2 separate regions of the Hordeum vulgare genome follow, and region 2 is linked to region 1. A link is a contact called in public Hi-C data. All regions are on one chromosome and are shown on one strand. The core of a region is the stretch at or near the end of the contact, and the rest is flanking DNA. Distances in the headings are between cores, read along the strand shown. Region 1 holds the start of LOC123426413 (WRKY transcription factor WRKY51-like). Region 2 holds the start of LOC123426414 (protein root UVB sensitive 1, chloroplastic).

Region 1 (5,121 bases), core at 2,294-4,793:
TCGGTCAAAAATGAGTCGGCGTGAACGCGAAATGAACGGCTTTTGAAAATGGATCGACGCGTTGGATCGGCGTTTTTGTCCACATGGAGCCAAACGAACATGGGCGCACGAAATGGATCGCCCGTTGTAATTGCTCTAAGATACGAATTCGACATGCCGAGCTGTAGGTGCTCTTATTTGTTTGCTCAAGTATTCAATATTTATGTGTGTATATAAGCGTGTGCGTGCAGTTGGCGCCGTAGAAGATCCAGCGAGTTGGTGGGAGTGTAATTGATCTAAGATACCCAAACCTACATGGATGCACATTTGGATCGAAAATGAATCAGCGCGGACACGAAGAGGTCGGCTTTTGAAAATGGATCGACGCATTGGGCCAGTGTTTTTGTTCACACGAACCCAAACATTCATGGACGCACAAAATGAATCGCCCCATTGTAATTGATCTAAGATACCGAATTCGACAGGCCGACCTGTAGGTGCTCTTATTTGCTTGCTGATTCGTGTGTGCGTTGATGAATAGCAAGTACTCCCTCCGTCTCAAAATAAGTGTCTTAACTTTGTACTAACTCTAGTATAAAATTGTATTAAGTTTGAGACATTTATTTAGAATGGAGGAAGTATTTAATATTTATGTGTGTATATAAGCGTGTGCGTGCTGTTGGGGCCGTAGAAGATCCAGCGAGTTGGTGGGAGTGGAAACGCGGCATACATTCGCGCGAAATCGAGCAAGTCCACCTGCACTTCCCTCCAACACACAATAGAAACATATGAACCGAAAAGATGCCCTTTTGACTTTACCTCCCTCTCCACCAACGTTGATTGTCTCCGCCTTTTTCCATGCCTTTTCCGCAACATATCCAAGCAAAATCGAACCAAGTCTTAACCGCAGCACTGCAAAAAGCCAACCCAACCCCACCAAAATACTACTACTACCAGAGGACAGGACGAGGCACAAGATGCCACGGCCACTGGAAAGAGTCATGGAGGTCGTGGGCCCACGTCACATGGAGAGGTTAGGAGGAAAGAAGGGATCGAGTGAGTCAAATAGCATACCTGCTTCTCTTTCGAGAAAAAAGAAACACAAAGTGCGACTGCTGACAGCATTTCATCTACGTACTAGTATTGTTTCAATCGCGTAATCCAAAGTCTCCCTTCAATGTTGTTGAAGAATTCGATGCCGGCTTATGTGAAACGACAGTCGATAGCGTCACAGATATACTAGAAGTACCAACAATCAGCAGGAACCTGGTTATTATTTAATTCCCGGCGTTTCTAGATGGTGGCCACAGAGTGGTAGCAGCAGCAGTGACTAGCAAGTATAATCGTCTGAGTGAGGGAGCCACAGGGCAGAGGGCCTCATGTATTGAGAAACTCTCGACAACGGTTCCAGTTCTTCCATTATGAAATAAATTACTTTCTCTGTACCAAAATAATTGTAATTATTTCCAAAATAATTTTAACTATAAATTCTGCACAACTACAATTATTTAGATATAAAAAAATAATACTACTGATCTCGGAAAAAAAAATAGCAGCGGTGCTGCATGACCAGACGGACACGAGCATAAATAAATTAGATAAAGGAAAAAGGAATTCAACACTATAAGCACCGCACAACAGCTACTTAAAGCTGGACGCCCGATTTTCAACGACACCGTTGGCGAACCAACCAAGACCAAGACGCTATCGACCGGACGTCCACACTGGCGGGTGTGGACGTAGCCAGCCGCACCGCACGCCAAACGAGCCCAAGCAAGCAAACAAACAAACAACAATCCCGCAGAGCACCGCACCGCACGAGTCAACGACGCCAGCGGCGCCGATAGGGACCACCTGCCGCTTTCCTTGACCGCTTCCGCCCACCCATCACGTCGCTGTCGAACCGGCCCCACCCGGGACCAAAAGCATTTGCCCGTTCAACCACCGGGCCCCGCCCTCTTTTGACCGCCCGGAGCCCGAGCCACGGGATCAAACCCAACTCTGAAAAACTTGTTTCACTCACTGCAGTCAAAAGTCAAAACACATCCTTCTCTTTCTCTCCGCTACCATTCACCTTTTCTTCTTCTTCAAAGCTCAAAGCTTCCTAGCACACTTGTTCTTTTACATGCTTAGTGCTACTACACTGATGCGACCAAAAGAAAGAGAAATTCTACACTTAGTAATACGGTGCTAGTAACAGTAACGAAGGGAACATGGTGATAAGCAAAGCTAAGTTTAATTAACATGCCGAGGACGACGGTAACGAGAAGAGATTTCAGAGCTCCTGGAGCGGGGTGAGCGGCTCCTGGTCCGCGGGGCTGTGCCGGTGCTCGCCCTCGTAGGTCACGATGAGCATGGAGGGGTCGCTGGGGTCGCGCTCCACGTGCTTCCGCGCCGGGCACCCGCGCACCGTGCTGCACTTGTAGTAACCTCTGCATGCATATCACCGAGCAACTGGTGGTTAGTTCACTGCCCTGCCCAGACCGGAAGATAACACCTGTTTTAATTGGCGGTAAGTTCGCCGGAGGGAAGGGAAGGGAAGGGATGCTGCCTCACCGTGGGTAGGGGGAACCCTTGATGGGCTTCTGCCCGTACTTGCGCCACGAGAAGTCGTCCGCGGGGATCTCCGCCGCTTTCGAGCTGATCGCCGGCACGCGAGTCATCCGCCGAACCCGGGACTTCCTGCGGGTTCTCGATTCATTCAGTTTTCTCGTTCAGTAGCAACGATACATACATGCATAACACCGGCAGACGAAAACGAAATCCATCACTGGATGAATCGAATCTGCTGGACTACTAACCTGCGCTTGGAGCAGTGGCAGCGGCCACCGGAGGCGCCGTACTTTCCGCCGGCGACGTTCTCAGAGTGCGCGTGGTCGTGGCACTTGCGCTTCTGGCCGGCACCGGCACCGGCACCTGTGGATGCCACGGATGACGCCAGCGGTGGCTTCCCGCAACTGGCCGAAGGTGGCGGCGGGAGCATGAGCGAGGACCCGCCCCCGCGTCCGTTTGACACGCTCCCGTCGCCGGTCACAGACGACATGAAGGATGAGCTCGCGGCCGAGACGCTGAACCCGGGGTCGTTTCCGTACCCGGAAGACGCCTTGGTGAAGTCCAACGTCATGGACCTCGACGAAGACGCCCTCACCGGCGCCGGCTCGGACACGGCGGGGCCCTGGGACTGCGCCACCACAGGCCCGCGCCGGAACCTGGCGTGACCGGTGCGGTGGTTGAGGATAGAAATCACCTTCTTGAACTTCGACACGGTCATATCAGTGATCTCCCGGCAGTCTACCTGCTGCTTCCCCTGCTCCGGCGCCTCCGAGGACCCAACCGGCGAGCTTTCGCTGGTGCCTGTCCGGGAGAGCTGCAAGATGAGGTGCTCCATCCCGCGCAGCCCCGCCGCCGCCGCCTCCTGGATTGCCACCTGCTCGTCCGCCCTCCCGTATCCTCCAATCAGATCCATGGTCATCATCGCGACCGCCTCCGCCTCCGCCTCACAAGATAAGACAGGGTGCTCGCCGGACAATGAAAATGGGGCAAGAAGAAGTGAGGGAGACGCGAGGGAGGTCTGATTATAAAACAGGGCGAGGCGGTAACCGGGAGCAGCGGGTGGTGGTCAGATGGTGGACCAGTTCGGGTCAAAGCAGAGGCCCGATCGACGGCTGGGAATGGATCCTGTGCTTCCCAGAGCAGAAAAACGGGCTTTAGCCGGTGGCTATCTCCAGCCGTTGGATGGTACGGACGGTGGGATGGAGAGAGGAAGTTGACTATGGAACAGCGTTACGCGTGGCGGGGGCACGGGACCAGTTGGTTCCAACTGCAAGGTGAGCGACCGCCTGGCGCTACGCATACGAACCGCTTCCGCCTCACGGCTCACGGACACCAGGGCCCGGACAATGAAAGGTACTGACCTTGCCCCAGTTGTCAGTGCTACTGTTACATCCTACTCCTACTACTGTACTATACACAGCTTGCAAGAGGAGACTTTGCATGAAATGATAACCTCGTGACGCTTTCGCCCCAAAAATCGAAATTGGTGGCGTGAAACAGTTATGTGAATGGTGCCAATGATGTGAGATGCTGTGCTGGTTTCGCCACCCACCTGTCAGAGACCTCCCTTTGTTGTTTCTTCATTCACGTAAGATTTGGCATGTCGTGTGGGACGGGGAGTGAGGAAAAAGTCAATGCTCCACTTTAATGCCTGAATGGAAATGCAGTTGGTTCGTGGATTCAATTCAAGGACGGGAAAATGAGCTCTGACTTTTTTTCCGCGCCCTCGCATTTCTTGGTCTCCAAAGGAAATGCGTAGACCAACCCAACTGATTTCTTGAATTCATCCAACGAGTGATTAAGACTTTCTAGTCACGGACTGAATCAATGCAACACAGAGTTTTTTTTTCCTGAGTTTTCGAATAGTGAATGCAATACTTTCTACTCACCTCGTGGTGCGCCGCGTGGCTTCGGCCCCGATCGATGGCCTGCATTTGGCGGCGGCCCGAGCATAGGACGGTGCTGCCCATCCCCTTCCTCCGCTGGATGACGTGCAAGGCGGTGCTAAGGCTGACGGCCGTCGATGTGGCGCCCGGCGCCCACATCTGGCGAATGAGGCGTTTCGGCATGCTGTCGTGGCGACGCTCCGGCGAGCCGCGGCTGTGGGGCGCGCTGGTGCCTGGGTCCCCTCCTTCGGTTGGGGGAGCTGCGCTGGTGGCGGCGAGGTGCAACTATGGATGGCTGCACGGCGGCGTCACACTGGTGGGTTCGGCGTGCAGCCGTGAGGGATGCTGCTGTCCTGGGCCTCGCGGGAGGCGGGGTGGGGGCTCCTGTCGGTGGCGCTGTTGTGGTGGCTGCGGGGGTGGCGGCATGGCAACGCTGGTGGTCTCCGACGGTGGAGATGGGCCTTTCTTGCCCGAAGGTGCGTGGGGTGGGGCTGCTATGATGCGTGGTAGGCTGTGTCAGTTTGTGAACCCGATGGATGTTGGCGGCGGCAGGTTGTCCAGCGTGCTCGGTCATGTGGCTTGAGCGAGGACGGACGACAAGTTCGGAGACGTTTTGTTGGGCTCGCTGTGGTGAGGATGGATTTGGTGAGCTCCGGGCTAAAGCCTTGCTCGACCTTGGTCGTTGCTGGCATCGTCGGCGTCC
Region 2 (5,335 bases), core at 2,498-4,997, 510 kb before region 1:
ATCCTTTAGATATCTATATCTATATATATATCTTTTTACTAATAAAGGGAGGTGATATTCTTGGTTTGGTTTGGCCATTAGATTTTTTCGCCCTTCATTCGGTTGGGCCGAGGATGGGCATTCGTATAGTACTATAGTACGCCAAAAAAACTTCTGCGTGGGATGGACTCGAACTCGTGATGGCAGACAACAATGCAACGTCAGTTGCCAACTTGGCAAGCCAACTCTTGCGAACAATTCCAGGTTGTATCCTATGTAAACATAACCTCGAATGAATTATATATGGAACCAAATTCACATCTAGCCTTAGGGATATATCAGGCTAGCTTCCCCCGGTTTAGGCCTCCGCCCGAGCTACTAGAGTTTCACGCGTGCCTGACACGGACTTCAGTCGAACAGCCCTCCTCTTTGCCATAAATAGCTCCCAAGCCCTCGATCGAAAGTCCGCCCGACTCAATCGCTATCTCAAGTTCCGCTCGAAATTGACCCATCCGAAGGTTCCGACCTAGTCACCACTGACTTTGCTGGAAGGTTTTGATGACGACGAACGGTTCCAATCCGGTTGTTCCCATTTTTTTGTAGGTCGCTCTACATGGTATTTTTCACGGTTTGTTTCCTAGTTGGATTCTTCAACTCCAATCCGAGTTCCTGCAGATCTCATCTCATGTTTGATGCCATGGAGCTGGACGAGGTTTCGACGGTATGGCAGCACAGCCTTCACATCGGCCTCGTGCTCTCCTTTCTGCCTCGACATCTTCCCCATCGTCCCGAGCTCAACTTCCTAGACACGCCTCCTCCGCGTCTAGAGAGTCATCGCCTCGCTTTCCTGTGACCGGCCCAGGTTCCCTCAAGCTCCTCCCGTCTCGCCTCACTCCCCTCCGGCCATCGTTGAATTCGCCCAAGTTAAAGCAACGAGGCTGGGGAACAGCCACTTGTATGGGCGGTGGGTGGGCTCGGACCTGGAGGCAGCAAATGTGGTGGTGTTTGTCGTACGACGTGCACACTGGAGCCATGTTGGACTACATCAGTGGCGCGGGTCCTCGATTGGTCGTCAGCGGCGGCATGCGGCTCAAAGACTCGGCTACATCCTTTATGGGTAAACTTCTACGCAGTTTGTTCCTAGGCAACGGAGGGGTGCATCGCTAATCAATCTGATAATTACTTATAAAGTGTGATACTCTAAGGAGCTAATGGATAGGCTTGAAGATTCCTTGCATGATACGTGCATGTAGGTGAAGGCCAAGGAGAACATGGCTGCACGGCGAGATGGGTGAAAAACTAAAGCATGGTTGCCCCTTTGCATTGACTTCTTATCTGACAGGCAATATGCGAGCATGTTCCTTACATGACCACCAATATTGTCTAGAGAGCCGACCAAAGGACACGATACTCCGTTGGCCACAGGTATATATGATATGAACATGGGGTGTGGCACGCCACCTGTTTGATGCTTTACAACTGAAGATGTTTGATGCTTTGTTTTGTTGACTGTAATTTTCAGTGACTTGCATCAATGGTGCTGCTTCAGGAGCTACTTCTCATAAAAGATACAGAGGGTTTGCTTGGTATTTAGTACTCCCTCCGCTCCTAAATATAAGTCCTTTTAGAGATTTCAATATGGACTACATATGAAGAAAAATGACTGAATCTACACTCTAAAATACGTCTATATACATCCGTATGTAGTTTATATTGAAATATATATAAAGACTTATATTTAGGAACAGAGGGAGTAGTTTATAATAATGGGTCCACAATTTTCTGTATCCTGAACAGCAATATCACTTCTTTGTATCACTAAGTACTTTATGCTCATGCTTATGAACAGAGTCATATGTGGCACTGGAGGTGGCCAAAGGACGTGGTATAGAAGTCAATATGTGAGTGAATCATATGTGAGCAACACACACCATTCAAGAGTAACAAGTAGGCTAATGAAGAGGGATAATGCAGTCTCTTCTACATCTGTCTTGGTCCGAATGCAAATCAGGAATAGAGGGAATAGTACAAAAATTTTAAACGTGAATATCACATTTCAGTATAGCAAAAGGCTAGAATTGACCCACATACTGTTGTAGAAATTAGACTGTTTACGTAGTATGAGAAATATGCAATATTATGTACTCCCTCCGTTCCTAAATATAAGTCTTTTTAGAGATTACACTATTGAACTAGATACGGATGTATATAGACATATTTTAGAGTGTAGATTCACTCATTTTGTTCCGTATTTAGTCCCCTATTGGAATGTGTAATAAGACTTATATTTAGGAACAGAGGAAGTATAAATTGCCAGAAGAAATGCTTGTTCAAAGCATGTGGAATCAGTTGTTTATTTACATGTGCATACTGGTTCTAAAGAGATAGTTGTGTAGTCTTAGTTTGTGATAAAGGTTAATAGCATGTTCTAGACAGTAAAATTTACTCAGTCACCACTTTTATGAGCAGTTGTGTTCGCGGATCTAGATTGAATTGGATGGAGAAAATAGGGTGATGGTTTACCCAGTGCAATGCACAGGTTAGGAACATTGTAATTCTGATAATTTGATAACCCATACAAGAAGTAACAGTCCTGACCTGTATCAGAGCAGCTGCTGATCGGCCAGCTCCAGCGGCTGCACCAATGGGAACAAACAGGTGAGGAAACACCGGAGTCAAAATCTCCAGCCCATAAGCTGTGTTTTCCAGAAGATCTGCAAACAGCCGCCATCCCTTGGGGTTCACATCAAAATGTCGCCCAAATTTCGACAACAGTATCTTGCTCAAGTAGCCAAGCCCATCTTTCAGCACCCAATTCACTGCGGCGGCCGTAGGAATCGCTCCTTTACCCAAACCAACTGCATACAGCAACGCCTGCAGAATACAGTTCACCGGATAGAAATACTAAATTTTACCTGGCGGACTCTAGAATTGCACATATATAACTATCACACGCGTTTACGAAAGATACCTGCGTAGAGAGCACGCCGCTGATCTGGCTAGCAACACCTTGCACGCCCCGCCACAGCGAGTAGTGCAGGTAGTCGCTGCTCACGCTGTGCGGGTATCCATCAGGCAGCAGCAACTGAAGAGCAACATCTGTGCATCGCCGCCATGACCGTTCAAGTTGCCTCCGCAGTTCGGCAAAATTAGCAGGGCCGGCCCCCGTCTTTTCAATCCCCTCTTCTTGCTTCCGCTTATCGTCTCCCGCAACGAGGTATGAAGTTCCGGTCGGGTTGGGTACGAGCAGCGTACGCGCACTGCCCCTCACCTCCCAGACGCCACCGCCGGTTGCTCCGAGGGCATCCGCGAGGGCGGATGGGATGGAAGCGAAGGCGTCGGACTGGAGGAGCAAGAACAAGAGGAAGAGCTCGGGATGGAGGGACTGAAGCCACCGTCGCCACCCGTCTCCGGGCTTGTCGGGAGGGTCTCCTCTCCCGCCTTGCCACCAACCCCCTCCTCCTCCGCCACCCCCACCCCCACCATGGAAATTGCCATCTCCGAATCCGCCGGAACCGGAGGTCGCGAGCGGCGGAAGGCGGAGATTGGCGGTGAGGCGCGGGAGGTGGCGGAAGCGGCTAGCGGTGGTGGGGCGCGAGGATGGTGGGATGGCGGCGACGACACGAGGAGGCGGGGGGAGAGGGGAAGTGAGAAGGAGGATGAGAGATTGAGACGAGGACATCAAGGAAGAATGGTTTGGTGAGAGGCGGGGTTGGGACGACGAGGCGGAGGTGTCTAGGAGGGAACAGAGAGGCGGCCGGCGCCGGCGGCTTGGAGTTCTCAAGCATGGGACCCGTCCAATAAGGGTGGCTTCGCACAGGCAAGTGACTGGGCCGCCGCCGCTAGCGAAGCGACTGCGCTGGCCCAGTTAACCAGCTCGTTTCTTTTTCCCTCTTTATTTACTTATTTTCCTTTTCTTTTTTTGTCTTATTCTTTATTTTCTTTTGTGTTTCTCATTCTCTTTTTTCTAAAAGGTTCTCTGTTTTTATTTTTCTAAAATTTCAGCAACATAATCAGCTTTTGTATTTACAAACAAAAATTATAAATGGAATTATTTTTGAATTTCTCAAGAATTTTTATAAACATAAAATGTTTTAAAACGTGATCACTTTAAAGTATATAATTTTTTTTGAAAAAGTACATTTTTTGAAATTTGTAAACAATTTTTGAACTTGCGTAGAGTTTTTGAAACATGAAGATTTTTTGAAGTAACGTGCATTTTCAGAACATGAAAAGGTAAACATATTTTATAACCTGAATAATTTTTTAAAAATTCCTGAACATCTTCAAATCATGAACATTTTTAGAAAAGGTGAACAAAAGTTGAACAACTTTTCAATTTGTGACATATTTAAGAAAAAGAGGAACATATTACGTAAAACAGAAACATTTTATTATAAAATTGTGAAAAGAATTTATGAAAAAAAGAACATTTTTTCAAATTGGTAAACAAATTTTGAACCGAGAACAATTTTCAACTTATGTACACTTCTTGAAACACGGACATTTTTTCAACTTACATACACATTTTGAAAAGGCAAACATTTTTAAGAAGAAGAACAACAATTTTCAAAATTCCCGAATATTTTCAAATCATGAATATTTGTAGAATTGGTGAACAAAATTGGAACAAGTTTTCAATTTTGAACAATTTTTTAAAGCGAAATTTTGTAAAATATTAACTTTTAGTATAAAAATGTGAAAACAAGAACATTTTTTCAAAATTGTGACCAATTTATGAAAAAAGGAAAAATAAATAATTTTGTAAATAATTTTTAAACTGGGAACATTTATTGAACTTATGTACACTTTTTGAAACACGAACATTTTTGAATTTAATATATTTTCTGGAAGGGCAAACATATTTAGAAAATGATGAACATTTTTTAAAATTCCCGAACATTTTCAAATCATGAACATTTTTTAGAAATTGTGAACAAAATTTGAACAAGTTTTCAATTTGTGAACAAAAACTTATAAAAGGAAACATTTTTTGTTAAACAGGAACATTTTTTATAAAAATGTGTAAACAAGAACATTTTTTGAAAATTGTGACCAAATTATGGAAAAGGGAACATTTTTTGAAATTTGTAAATAATTTTTGAACTGCGAACATTTATTCAATTGATGTACACTTTTCGAAACACAAACATTTTTCAAACTTACGTATATATTGTAGAAAGTCAAACATATTTAGGAAATGAAGACCATTTTTTAAAATTTCCGAAGATTTTCAAATCATTAACATTTTTAGAATTTGTGAACAAAATTTTCAATTTGTGAACAAAAACTTAAAAAGAGAAACATTTTTCATAAAACAGGAACATTTTTTATAAAAATGTGAAAACAAAAACAG

The links. Hi-C and Micro-C count contacts between places; a contact is called where the count stands out from the background.
Region 2: a contact with region 1 is called in a Hi-C map of leaf, with 6 times the contacts expected there. The contact joins the promoter of LOC123426414 here to the promoter of LOC123426413 in region 1. A contact is called at or near these places in 3 of 6 Hi-C or Micro-C datasets (leaf and seedling) and 1 of 1 datasets of contacts at active chromatin or transcription factors (embryo).

What each region holds. Positions count from the first base shown.
Region 1 is chr2H:399,654,944-399,660,064 of MorexV3_pseudomolecules_assembly, reverse strand. It overlaps LOC123426413 (WRKY transcription factor WRKY51-like), which reads right to left and starts at 3,543. Exons shown (of 3, transcript XM_045110249.1): 1 at 2,781-3,543; 2 at 2,536-2,661; 3 at 2,008-2,411. The coding sequence starts at 3,454. The coding sequence ends at 2,255.
Region 2 is chr2H:400,168,974-400,174,308 of MorexV3_pseudomolecules_assembly, reverse strand. LOC123426414 (protein root UVB sensitive 1, chloroplastic) reads right to left here and starts at 3,747. Exons shown (of 7, transcript XM_045110251.1): 1 at 2,951-3,747; 2 at 2,578-2,853. The coding sequence starts at 3,661.